Regions from separate parts of the Mus musculus genome. Here regions 1 and 3 are each linked to region 2. The links are chromatin contacts, called in public HiChIP or PLAC-seq maps. All regions are on one chromosome and are shown on one strand. Each heading gives the region's core, a stretch centred on a gene start, on an enhancer-like site or on the middle of the called end of the contact. The rest is flanking DNA. Distances are from core to core; before and after follow the strand shown. Region 1 overlaps Spns3 (spinster homolog 3). Region 2 holds the start of 4933427D14Rik (RIKEN cDNA 4933427D14 gene). Region 3 overlaps Spns3 (spinster homolog 3).

Region 1 (4,258 bases), core at 1,413-3,912, 300 kb before region 2:
GGTGCCTGAGGCAGGGGCAGTCATCCAGGCCATCCTCTGTCCACAGGTGTTCCTGGCCCTCGGGGAGCTCCTTCTGTCTTGTAACTGGGCGGTAGTTGCTGATATCCTGTTGGTAGGTATGGATTACATGTTGGTCCTGGCACTTTTGAGTAGCCTGGGAATTGAGAAGGACTTCAGAGACCATGGGATAGGGGTTAAGGCCACTTTTCACAGTATCTAAACACAAAACATCTCCTTTCAAACACTTACAAGTGTTTCCTCTATCATCCCTGCATATAAGCATGGGAGCCCAGAGAGAGCTGGTACCTGGACCAAGGTCACACAGTGGCAAAGCTCTGGACTGGCACACAGGTTTTCTTTCCTTCTTTGCCAAACCCACTTCTCAGTAAGTGGGCTCCTCGGCCTGTACTTTAGAGTCACATAGAGAGGGACGCTGGACTTGGAGCACTAGTCACTATAGCCTGCTGGTTCCAGCCCATCCCACCTCATGAAGTCCTAGAAGAGCTGGCTATGATAAGACCTAATGCTGTTCTCACCCCATGGGTTTGGTGTCCAGAGTCCAGCTTGTTCCTTCCCCGGCTCTGCCCTGCGTTCAGCCTCTCAGCTGCTTCTGAGGAGCCACAAGGACTTTGAACATTATGAAACTGTGAACTCTGATTGATAACAAGGCTCCTAAGTCTAGAAACACCGAGGGCCCTCCTGCTGTCTCCTGGCAGACTGGCACGGTCTGGCACTGGGTATAGGGTTTTGGGTGGCCTGGCCAGCAGCTGTCTGGTGAAGAGGGTCAGGCTAGAGTCCCCCCCAGAGACAGCCCCTGGCTTCAGCTTGCTTCTGCCCTCTATCACTCACAAGCCATGTGACTTTAACGGGTTGCTTTGTACCTCTGAGCTTTAGTTTCCTGATAAGGAAAACAGGGATGGAATGTTAGGACCATTGTTGTGAGAGTGCAGGAAGAGACGACCTGCAGAAAGTTTAGCCCGCTATCAGGCTCAGGGGTTAATGGGTAGGATTTCTATTGTGACCCTGAGGTTCCCATGGCCCTTCTGCCTCCTAAAGGTGTCTTGGGTTTGGAAGGACCGTGGGGATGTATATCATTTCATCAGACAACAAGATCTGAGTGAACACCTTGTTGATAGGATGTTCACTGCCTGCTGTGGTTCAGGCTCAGCCCTGTCTCTGGCTCTAGTGAACAAACATATCACTGGATATAGCCAGTCTTCCCTGCCCCTCCTTCTGCACAGGAGACCTAGGCTCCAGGCCAGACTCAGCCACAGGCCTGGCAAATGGCCCTGGGCCTCAGTTTCCTTGCCCATAAAAAGGTCTAATCATTACCTGCCTAGTGGGGTGAATGAGACGGCTGGAGGGAACACCCACCCTCTACATAGCTCATCCTCTCTCAGGCGGTTCAAGCCACACTGAACCTGCCCCCCACAGCTTCCTCTGCTTACCCCCCACTGTGATCCCTTTTCCACATGACGGCCCCAATGATATGTGAAGGCTACATGGCATCCCTATGTCTGTCTCTGCTGGAATCATTAACCCAACAGAGCCAGAAGCTTTGCAGTGCTAACGAGGAGTGTGCCCACAACTTCGAGGGAGGGAGGGAGAGGGTGGCTCTGGGGGCCAGCTAGAATCTGGACTGTGGGGGAGCTAGCTGGCCACATGCAGCCAGCCTACAGCTCTCTGAGCCCTTCATGGCTTCAAGGCTTCTGCTCTAGCTAGCTCCATGCTCTTCCTGCTGCCTTCCTGCCTGCCCTAAGCCCAGTGGCCCACAGTGATCTTCCTGTACTAGATGGGGTGGGGGTGGCAGGGAGTGCAGCCCTTTCTGTTCCCATCATTTAGAGGGGCACAAGTTTACAAGAGAGAATATACTATGCAGACATGGCAGAAAGCCAAGTTGTAGGAACCAGGGAGGGGACATGTGTGGAGACTGAGGTCCCATGGAGAAAGCAGGTTAGGGGAAGGACGTATGTGGGGACAGGTTGTGCAGGAAGTGGAAGAAGGGCCCCTGTACCTACCTGCGCTTGCTCCTAAGCGGGAGGTGAAGTTCTCTTTTGGTTGCTGTGAGGAAATTGCAGCAGGAGACATTCAGGTGGTCAGCTGTTGGTAGAGAGAGCAAAGAGGCTCTAATGGGAAAATGAGGGAGAGACTGTGGGTTCCTGGGAGCTGGTGCCTGAGAGGAGAGAGGGGAGAGGGGGGAGGGGAATGGGAGAGGGGAGAAGGGAGGGGGGAGGGGAGAGGATGGACAGCGGAGCTCAGTCAGGAGTGGTCTAGCAATCTGCCTTTCATGCCTGTCCCCCACTACTTAAGATGAGAGACAGCTTGTGGCCATCAGGTGACCACTGAGAGAACCTCAGCTCAAATGCGCAATAGATAGATAGATAGATGGGCAAGTAGCTCCTACCAGGGTGCTTCAGGCCAAAAAGGAGCAGTGAGCTAAAATCTGTACCCTGTGTGTTCCTGAGGAGGTGTCTGTCATCTAATCCCCACCAGTCCTGCCTCAGGACACTACTCTCTCCAGTGGGGAGAATCTAGGCTCCTTTTAGACAGGAGGTCCCCAAGGGCTGCCTGTTCCAATGGCTCTCACACTCCATCCTTCCGAGTCAAGCCTGGAGGAGCTTGTCACTGATTGCGGGCTCTTTGTCCTCATCATCTGATTGGGTGGGTGGAGAGTCAGTCCAGGAACTGCATTGCTAGCAGACTTCCCACCGAGGCCTGGCCCAGTAGTCTTCAGCACAGCTGCTGGATTTTCATAGTTATCTCTCCAGCCTGCAGGCTCCTTGCAGATTTCTCCTTATTTATCTCCTCGTTGTTCACCCATCCTCACGAGGCGCTCATTCCCTGCACCCTCCCTGCGCATCTCCTCCTGGCTCGGCTGTGCCTGAGACAATCTTTTCTCCTGGAAAGAAAAAGAAGGTATCTCTCTATCCCTAACTCTGCTCCAGGAGCCTCCAGCTGCCCTACCCAGGCTGCTTCCCCATGGCTCACTCTTCCTCCCAGTCCTGAGCAGGAGGAGGCTCGAGGAGGGACTGTACTGCCATTCAGAGGAGTCTGGCCACAGGGGTTGAGTTGGGGAGTGCAGAAGGCAAGCTGCCAGGGAATCTGTCCTTCCTGATTGCTCCCCAACTTTCTGTAAGGTGGTGGCTGCCTGCACCTCTCTTGCCCCAGGCTATAAAGGGAACTGCTTTTCTGAGAAGGGTGAGCCAAAACACAGGTGTTTTTGTCTCAGAAGTTGGTGAACCTGGAATGTTGGAAACCCAAAAGCCACTCATTTTCAAAATTACCCATCCCCAGCTTGCCAGGTGCTGCTCGGCCCAGCCTTGGCAGTTACAGGCACCCTGGGGGAGGCAGGGGGTGGGGCCCATGCTTCAGTATATTGAGAAGCCATGGAGGCAGCTTGCAGAGACCTTACTCTGGGGGAGGGGGGTCTGAGCAGCCCCCAGCCCCATGTGGATCTTGCTGGAGGACTCTGTGCAGGGAGCCAAAGCTGAGCCCGGCTCCCAGAGCCACCCATGACTAATCACATAATTATGGGGTGAGAAGGAAGTCCTGAGAAGGTGCAGATCTGTGGTCGGTTCCTCCTCCAGCGCTGGCAGGTCCTGAGGATGGCAGGAGGCCCAGCTTCTCTCACCATGTGGGGAGAGAAACCTCGGCCCCAGTGACCACCATACTATTTGATGGCCCACAGTGGCTCCACAGATCAGCCTTGCCCACCTACAAGCCCCTCCCCAGCAGACCTCCTGTGTCTGTCTGGTACGGTTCTGAAATCCAGAGTCATATTTTTGGGTTCCTACCTTCCTGTGTCCCCTTTGACCTCTCTCTGTAAGACATTGATTCTCCCGCCCATAGGCAGGACCACTAAGGAACCCGTCTTTTTAATTTTTCTTTTTTTGAGATAGGGTTTCACTATACAACACTCATTGGTCTGGAACTCTGTGTAGATCAGCCTGGCCTCCAGCTCAGAAAGCTCCACCTGCCTGTGCCTCCTGCCTGTTGGGATTAAAGGTGTGAGCCCCCACGGCCTGCTTCTGTCTTCTTAGCCTTACTGTCTACCTTTTAAATGCTGTGCAGTGAATACATCAACATGTCAGCTCCCCTCATCCCTAACAGCAGAGGGTCAGAAGGCCAGACCCTGGGAAGAGAAAGCCTGTCATCCAGTCTGGACCCTGTTACTTCCTGGCTGGGCTGCTCTGGGCAATTTAATTACCTGCTCTGTGAAGGTTTTCCCATCTATAAAATACAGGAAATAATCGTATCT
Region 2 (4,405 bases), core at 1,750-4,249:
TTAATCTTTTGCGTACATGTGTTATCTATGTCTCACTGCATTCCTGGTTCTCTCAGAGGCCAGAAGAGAGTGTCCCATTCCCTGGAACTGTAGTTATGGACATCTCATGAGCTGCCATGTGGGTGCTGGGAACTGAAACCATGTCCTCTGGAAGAACAGCCAGTGCTCTTAGGCACTGAACCACCTCTTCAGCCCACATTCTTGCTTTACTTGCAGAATAATAGTTGGGCTTTAAATTTGTGACAAGGTCTGGTTCTGTAGTCTACCCTTGCCTTAAATTTGTTATCCTCTAGCCTTAGCATCTAAAATAATATTACAGGTGTGTGTCACTATGCCTGACACAATTGTTACTTGAAGAAATGAAGATTTAGATAGTACTTGGCCTGTGGCTAGGAGAACCAGCCTGTTTCACAACAAAAGAATCACATTTTAGACATTTGTGAAAGAAAACTGCCTGAGTTAAGCATATGAATCCCATGTCTTTCCTAAATGGTTTAATGAAGTTCTCCATTTCAAAGGCAGAAAGGGTTTTGCAAATACACAGAACTTAAGGTAATAGATACTAATTGCTGCAGATTTGGAAGTTAGTAAGTTACTTTCTATCTTCAATATTTCCTTTGAGCTACTACCACCATACTGAAGACTCATTTTACTCAAATCTTTTAGATAGCCACGTGTTAAAAAACTTAATGGTTTGTATTTCAATTCTTTATTGTTTAGATATACACTGATTTAATAACATCATTTACTCATCAATTCAAAGCAATAATGTGGCTGCTTTTAAACAAACCAGGCAATCAATACAAAATTGCAATCATCAGGCTTTTTTGGGTTGGTTTGGTTTTTCCAGACAGGGTTTTACTCTGTAGCTCTGGCTGTCCTTGAACTCAACTTGTAGACCAGGTAGCCTCAAACTCAAAGAGATCCAGCTGCCTCTGTCTCCCGAGTGCTGGGACTAAAGGCATGTGCCACCACAGTCCGGCAAGGTCATCAAATCTTAATCTTCAGAGAAGATCATCTCCACAAGGCTGGATTGACAGCACTCAGACTCCACAAGTTTTTGAGGCTGTAAAAAGAATGGTTAAGTTTTCACTGTTGCTATGAATATTACTAGGGGTGGAGTGAATTCTACTTTGAATGACAAGTTTTTGAACACAAATTATGCCATCAGCTAGTTATAACAAGCTTTATTAAATAGTTAGGATGCTTGTGTCAAGATGAATCATTAAAACACTTGGCCTGAGAGGCCTTGTATTTCCACACTAGGAAGCCCCATAGGCTGAAAACAAGAGACAGCATGCCTGGTGCCATCTCTTTCCCTCAACTCTTTAATTTAGGATTCTAGGGGCAGGGCTGAAATAGAGGGAGAGCCCTTTTAAGCCTGAAAAGTGGGTTTAGAAAACATTGACAAAGGTGCTTTCAGAAATGAGTCAACTTTCTTCTGAAGACAGAATCTTAAAAGTGGCTTAAAAATACACCCCAGACACTAATATCTGCATTATTAATAGTTTGTCAGGATTGGCAGAGGAATGGACACCAACTTGTGTGTTTCTGATGCACTCTGAACAACAATGTGATGTTGGAAATCAAAGGTCAAGATCTTTTCAAACTTGACTCAAAAAACAACTTGAGTTTTAACTACATTATAGCTACAAACATAAAGGTAGACACTTACTGTTCCATATTTAAGTAGTGTAGGCACTGCGGTTATTTTCAGTTTTTGTCTGAAGTCATTATTTGGGTCTTTCCAGCTGTTCCAAAATGAAACAGATAATGAAAAATACTACTTGGTTCATTACAGTTTACTCAACAGTTGACTTATATATAATATACTTGTAACCACTGCTTTTGTTAACCTTTAAACATTTTGAGAACTGTAACTTATGTGTCACTTTCTGCAAAGTTTAAAGTGTGGCTAAGATAAAACAAATGTAAAGTCAATAGAGTTCTGAACTTATTCCAGACCCAATTCATTAATGATGATATGTGGTTGAACATAAACTGTAAATATGAATTCAGTAATTCTAATTGTTTAGCTTATCAGACAATACCTAAAACACAGAGCCTGACCAATTATCTGAGGTCCTTTTTACCCAGCTTTTTAATAATATAGTCCATGTCTGGAGATACGGTATACATGACTTACTAAGGTTTGTCTCCTACTTGGCAGTAGATGAACACACAGTCTTCGGTAACATGCTTCAGCCCCTCTCGAATGACTGGCTCAGCTTTTTAAAAGAGTTAAAAAGTAATTACACATCAACTGCGATAGCCCACGCCCTCCCGTCCCCAGTCTTAGACTTTAACCGGTTGTAAGATAGGATGTTAAAGTCGCGTGTCCTCTGGACTCGTGAATCACTTAAGTCCTAGTCCTGATTGTCTTTAAGACACAATCAGAAAACTCAGCATACATATATGATGACGGAAAGATCAACTCCTGAGTCTGGTCTTTTTTTTTTTTATGAGACACTAATCGTTTGGGGAACTGAGAATTTTAAAGAACCTGGTTCCAAGATCCGAATCCATGATAAAAATGAGGGTCATCCTTGGGTGGGGCAGTAAGGGCCTAACGAGAGACGGGGTACAGCTCAGGCGCTTCTGCGGGTCTGCAGGACCAAGATCCTCATCTCATCCCACTTTCTGACTTCAGCAGGGGCCTTCTTCCTAGCACTGCTGTGGCGCAGCAACCCCCAGTCCTGGTCCCAGCCTCACCTTCCACGCAGTCCGGACACCAGCTCTTCCCTTCGGTATCCTTAGAACCGCTGAAGTAGGCGAAAATGGTCTTGCCCTCATGCTCCTTCACTGCCTTGTCGAACTCCTCGAAGCCCAGCACGCTCACCTCCTCGAAGGTGGCCATGGGTACAACAGTGCGGAGAGGAGCACGGGAGGAGCCCTAGGGTCCTGCGCCCCCAAGGCGGGGCCCAAGTAAGGCGTGGACAAGGTTCCGGGTGGGCGGGGCCGCCGCAGCAGAGTGGTGCTACGGGAGCCTTGAATAGCCATAACTCCTTAGGGCCGTCCTTTTGGTCTGCTGGAGTTTCTTTTTGGCGCCAGTTTCCCTCAGACAACTAGACGCCTGACCTGGTCTGGTCCCCACCCTGGCTTCATGGACAGTGACGGCAAAGCCCGTCGCGGTACAACACCTTGATCCTCAAATGGCTCAGGAAGATCAACGGCTCCCAAACAGCCGCGCGCCTGTTGCCATGACGACTGGGCGAGAGGCCGGAAGCGAGGCCTAGCGTGGGGTCGCCTTACGATCTCTTGGTGGCCGCGCCGCGCCCAAACCAGGTGGGCTTGGGCCGGAGCTGGGGGAATTCTGGGAAACTGCATTAGACAGAGAGACAGTGAGAGACCTCGCCCCAGGCTTGCCTTGCAGCTCCGCCCCTCCTATTACCTTTCTATTTGTCAGACTTTAGGGGGGCCGGGGCCGGGGGCGGCGTCCGGGATCGGGCGGGGGTTTGGAGAGAGCTGGGAGGCAGAAAGGCAGCGAGGACTGGATCCGAGTGTTGTGAGTGCGTGTGCGGGGGAACAGATGCAAAGAGAGCGTGTCTGAGGTTGCATTGGGGAAAGGAATTGTCCAGGAGCTGCGACGCCGGCACGGGGGCCCTTGCCCGGGCTACGCAGGTGTACACTGGCAGCGAAGATGCCGGCTCATTGCATGAGGGCCCGCAGGTTGCGTCGGGGTGTTCGGCCTCTGTGGGCGAGGAGGTGGGGTGCAGGGTTATCCCGAGGCTATGGAGTAAGGCGCCGGGTGAGATCTTCAGTGCGGCGGATGCTCTGTGCAAACATAGGGTGGCTACAGAATGGTCAGCAGCCTTTAGAGAAGAGGACTGCGGAGCCCGCAGTCCCCGCTAGGGTGAACAGGGCCTTTGGGATACCTGGGACTGCAGGCTCGGTTGAGGCAGCAATGGACCCCAGGACAGTGTGGGTGAACGGGACTGTGGGCGAGCCCGAGGTGGTTGGGCCTGCTGGGTCTGTGTGGGTGACTGTATCTGGGGAGGAGGAGCTAGACAATAGGAGCTCTCCAAGCTGTGAGAGAAAAGGTCGTCCAGGAACACTTGGCCATGAGAGCATCCTGGAACTGTGGTTGAAGGTGCAGGCTATGAGGGTAGCGTCGGGATGCTGGGAAGGAAGCAGAGTGGAGCTCCATCCCGTTCCCGTGGGAGAGGGGCCGATCGAGAAGGGTATTCCTGGGCGAGCTTCCTGGGTAGAGACCAGCCGAGGTGGTGTCACCGGACCCTGGGTGAGAGGCAATACTAGGACATTCCCCCAGGCCTCAGGACTGCCCACAGCTAGGGGAATAGGGGCCGGTTGTGAGAGAGTCTCTATCCTTTGTAGGCAGGGACAAGCTGGGAAGACACCACCTCCTGTGGGTGGACCTGAGGTAGTAGAGAAGATAGACTGTGTT
Region 3 (4,174 bases), core at 811-3,310, 310 kb before region 2:
AATGCATTTTCTGATGTGTCTGAGATCTCAAGAGGTAGATCTGAGGCCAAGTCTTAGCCAGGAGGAGCAGCAAGGACCCCTGTCCCCATCAAATACATCCCAGTATGTCCTGTGTGACATATACCATTCTAAACATTGGGGGGGTGTTGTATTAAACAAAATAGCACACCATCTGCATGGAGTGAAATAAATGTATGTCAGAGGAAGATGCGTTCTGTGTGGATAACAGAAGAGAAAAAGACAAAGGATCAGGGCTCAAGGGGCCAGGGAATATAAGACTCTCTCTATGATGAATGCTTCAGTACTGACCAGAAGCAAGTGAAGGACAGAGCCACATGGTAGTGGGAAAGAGCAATCTGGAAGGAGAACAGCAGATGTTGAGACTCCAGGGAAGAGAAAGCGACTGGTGGGAATGAAGGAAATGTGCCTGGGATGGGGTGAGCCAAGACAGGGTGGAGGGAATGTGTTCCGAGCAATGGCAACAGGAAGTGGGGGATACAGATCGTGTAGGACCAGGAAGTGGGGGATACAGATCGTGTAGGACCTTGTGCCTACAATGTCTTTGGTTTCAGATGTGAACTGAGGACCAGTGAATGTGTCCTGCATACAAGCCAAGTGATCTAAGTGATGGTTTATAGTGGGGATCTCTTGCTGCCTAACAAATCACCCCCAAACTTAGTGGCTTGAAACAGTCTACTATAGTAATTATAATTATTGTTATTTTGAGGCAGGGTCTCGTGAGCCCAGACTGGCCTCTTTGCTGGCTAGTTTTATGTCAACTTGACATAAGCTAGAGTCATCTGAGAGGAGGGAATCTCAACTGAGAAAATGCCTCCATAAGATCAGGCAGTAGGCAAGCCTGCTTATAGAGTGATACAGGAGGAACCATCCCATTGTGGGTTGTGCCACCCCTGGGCTGGTGGTCGTGGATGCTATAAGAAAGTAGGCTGAGCAAGCCATGAGATACAGACTAGTAAGTAACACTCTTCCATGGCCGCTGCATCAGCTCCTGCCTCCAGGTTCCTGCCCTGTTAGAATTCCTGTCCTGACTTCCTTTGATGATGAAGTGATGTGGAAGTAGAAGTGAAATCTTTGTCCTCCCCCAGTTGCTTTTGGTCATAGTATTTCATCACAGCAACGGTGACCCTCACTGAGACAGCTTTGAACTCCCTTTGTAGCCAAGCATAACCTTGAATTTCTGATCCTCCTGTCTCCACCTCCTCTTCCCAGGACATGGAGTTACAGGTATACAACATCATACACAGTTTAAACAGTGCCAGGGATCAAACGTGGGGCTTTGTGCAGGCTAGCTGAGCACTCTGCCAACTGAGTCACATCCTTGGCCTTCAGTGATTTCTCATGGCCGGATGCTTTCTCTTCTGCTTTCTGTTTGTTTGTAACTGCACTGACCTGGGATGGGTGTAATGCCCACACTGACCAGTCTCCCGTGGCTCTTCTCTCTGGGACTCTGTATCCTTTGTTAGAGTAGATAAGCTTCTTTTTAGAACAATATCTAAGAGACCCAAGTGGAAGATGCAAAGCCTTTTAGTCCCCAGGAAGTACATCACTTCTGCCTTCTTCTGTTGTCTAAGGTATGTAGAACCCACCCAGGTTCACTGAGGAAGGGCACAGTGTAAAGGCATGAACATGATGTGGAAGGATTAACTGGGGGCATTTTGCAACTGCCAATCACACAGCTTAAGGAACTCTCTATGGGACTAGTGAGATGGCTCAGCAGGTAAAAGGGCCTGCTGCCAAGCCTGACACCCTGAGTTCGATCCCGGGGACCAACCTGGTAGAAGAAGAGAACTGATTTCTGCAAGCTGTCCTCTGGCTTTGTGGTCTGTACACATGTCTCTTGACCTCCTCTTTGCATGCACAAACACAAATATTAAATAGATAAGGGGAAAACTTGAAATAAAAAAGGCAGGGGAATTCTCTGACTTCTGTGTTGGAATGGAATGGGTGGTGCCAAAGTCAGGAAGAGGAAAATAATTAAGAGGTTTTTCCAATGACACAGGCCAACGAGGGCGGTGGCTTGAGTCAGGCTGGCTAGTGAGGAAGTGTGGAGAAGTGGTCAGGTTCTGGGTGTGTTATGGAAGTAGAGCAACAGGATTTCCTGACAGACTGGGTACAGAGCAAAAGAAAGAGAGGAGTTGAGAGTGTCTCTGTGGCTTGAGCGGCTGGAGTCAAGGAGTTGCTCTTTACTGAGGGGACGTCTGAGGGAGGGGAAGGGTGGCTGTTTTTAAAGTTCTGTGGGGTTCCAATTTAGGCATGTTAAATTTGGGATGTATATTAGTTGCTTTTTCTGTCACTCCAACAACAGCAACTTAAGGCAGGAAGGGTTTATTTTTGCTTCATGGTTTAAGGATGCACTCCCCGGGGCGGGGGCGGGGGCGGGGGGGCGGGGGGGTGGGTAGCAGTACCACGAGGCAGCTGGACATCCTGTGTCTCACTTCCTACCGCTGTGATAAAGACCATGGTCAAAAGTGACTTGGGGAAGAAAGGGTTAATTTCATCTTACAGTTGACAGCCCATCATGGAGGGACATCATGGCAGATACCTGGAGGCAGGAACTAAAGCAGTGGCTCAGGAGTGCTGCTTACCGAGGCTTGCTCCTGGGGCTTGTTAAGTTTGCTTTGTTATACAACTCAGGACCTTCACAGGGTAGCATCACCCCTGTGAGATGCACCCCCCCCCCCATCCCACAGTCATTTGGAAAATGCCCTACAGTCTGGCCTGTTGGCAGTCTGATGGAGGAATTTCCTCAGCTGAGGTTCCTCTTCCCCGATAGCTCTAGCTGGTGTCAAGTTGATGAAATAACTAGCCAGCCCACACTGCATTTGCAGTGAGGAAGCAGAGAGGCAAATGCTGGTGCTCTGCTCTCCCCCACCTCCTTCTCTTCCTCCTCCTCCTCCTCCTTCTTTTTAAACTAGGACAGGGTCGTACTGTGTACCCTTGGCTAGCCTAGAACTCACTATGTAGATCAAGCTGGCTTCAAAGTGATGGAGGTCTGCCTGCCTCTGCCCTCTGAGTTCTAGGTGTGGTGGGTGTGCCACCAATTGGCCTTCTCTTCTCTTTCTTTTCTCTTCCTCTTCCTTCCTTCCTTCCTTCCTTCCTTCCTTCCTTCCTTCCTTCCTTCCTTTCCTCCCTCCCTCCCTCCTTCTCTCCTTCCTTCCTCCCTCTCTCCCTCCTTCTCTCCCTCCTTCTCTCCTTCCTTCTCTCCTTCCTTCCTTCCTTCCTTCCTTCCTTCCTTCCTTCCTTCCTTCTTTCCTTCCTTCCTTCCTTCCTTCCTTCCTTCCTTCCTTCCTCCCTCCCTCCCTCCCTCCCTCCTCTCTCTCTCTCTCTCTTTCTCTCTCTCTCTCTCTTTCTTTCTTTCTTTCTTTCTTTCTTTCTTTCTTTCTTTCTTTCTTTCTTTCTTTCTTTCTTTCTTTCGTGTTTTGAGACAGGGTTCCTTGGCTGTCCTGGAACTCACTCTATAGACCAGGCTGGCCTCGAACTCAGAAGTCCGCCTGCCTTTGCCTCCCAAGTGCTAGAATTAAAGGCATGAGACACCACTGCCCAGCCCTCTTGCTTATTCAGTCCTGGACCCCTGCCCACAGGCTGGTGCTATTAACATTCAGGATGGATCTTCCCACCTCAGTTAGAGCTTTCTAGAAACATCCTCACAGGCATTGCTGGAGCTGTCTTCTAGGTGGTTCCAAATCCAGGCTAGGTGAACCATCCCAGGCTGTCTCTTGGGACATGCAGCTCAAGATGCCAAGAGGCAGCTTCTGTGTGCTAGCTTGGGCTTCAGAACGGAGGTTTAGGCTGATAACTCTGGGAGTTTATCTGGGAGTTTGATTGAAGTCACTGAAGTGATCATAGTTTGGGAAGAGAAATAACGTGGGGATAACCTTCCAGGCACTCACAGGCCAGAGGCTGCAGGTGCATGGCATTGCCATCATGAAGACAAGGTTGCAACCTACACTCTAGACTACTGTAGTGTATCAAATTATGTACATATATATGTATGTGTATATATATATATCATATTATATATTATATGTATTATTATATAATGTGTATGAGTATTTGATCTGTATGTATGTATATGCACCACATGCCTGCAGAGGCCAGACGAGAATGTTTGATTCCCTTGAACTGGAGTTATAGATGGTTGTTAGCTGTGTGG

Evidence for each region. HiChIP or PLAC-seq counts read pairs in DNA pulled down with a chosen protein or histone mark.
Region 1: an H3K27ac HiChIP or PLAC-seq map of extraembryonic endoderm stem cells shows a contact between it and region 2. The contact joins the enhancer-like site here to the promoter of 4933427D14Rik in region 2. A contact is called at or near these places in 2 of 39 promoter capture datasets (neural stem cells and stem cell-derived epiblast-like cells), 2 of 484 Hi-C or Micro-C datasets (cortical neurons and embryonic stem cells), 6 of 115 datasets of contacts at active chromatin or transcription factors (astrocytes, bone marrow-derived macrophages, embryonic stem cells and 2 more) and 2 of 9 other capture datasets (adipose tissue and liver).
Region 3: a contact with region 2 is called in an H3K4me3 HiChIP or PLAC-seq map of bone marrow-derived macrophages, with 5 times the contacts expected there. The contact joins the enhancer-like site here to the promoter of 4933427D14Rik in region 2. A contact is called at or near these places in 4 of 39 promoter capture datasets (the 3T3-L1 cell line, embryonic stem cells, hippocampal neurons and 1 more), 1 of 484 Hi-C or Micro-C datasets (embryonic stem cells), 11 of 115 datasets of contacts at active chromatin or transcription factors (SST interneurons, astrocytes, bone marrow-derived macrophages and 2 more) and 1 of 9 other capture datasets (adipose tissue).

What each region holds. Positions count from the first base shown.
Region 1 is chr11:72,500,910-72,505,167 of GRCm38.p6, reverse strand. Spns3 (spinster homolog 3) reads left to right here. Exons shown (of 12, transcript NM_029932.3): 9 at 47-112. Among named protein-coding and RNA genes, the nearest start is that of Spns2, 13 kb to the right of the region's middle. Within about 2 kb of position 2,662, at least 65 of the 459 cell types and tissues checked have an H3K27ac peak or open chromatin away from gene starts, as enhancers often do. A contact at or near this core is called in adipose tissue, cortical neurons, extraembryonic endoderm stem cells and 1 more, where this site is marked.
Region 2 is chr11:72,206,076-72,210,480 of GRCm38.p6, reverse strand. 4933427D14Rik (RIKEN cDNA 4933427D14 gene) reads left to right here and starts at 2,999. Exons shown (of 19, transcript NM_001361564.1): 1 at 2,999-3,285. Txndc17 (thioredoxin domain containing 17) reads right to left here and starts at 2,927. Exons shown (of 4, transcript NM_026559.3): 1 at 2,713-2,927; 2 at 2,147-2,228; 3 at 1,676-1,751; 4 at 1-1,066. The coding sequence starts at 2,857. The coding sequence ends at 998.
Region 3 is chr11:72,517,292-72,521,465 of GRCm38.p6, reverse strand. All of the region lies in intron 8 of Spns3 (spinster homolog 3), which reads left to right. Among named protein-coding and RNA genes, the nearest start is that of Spns2, 29 kb to the right of the region's middle. Within about 2 kb of position 2,060, at least 30 of the 459 cell types and tissues checked have an H3K27ac peak or open chromatin away from gene starts, as enhancers often do. A contact at or near this core is called in adipose tissue and bone marrow-derived macrophages, where this site is marked.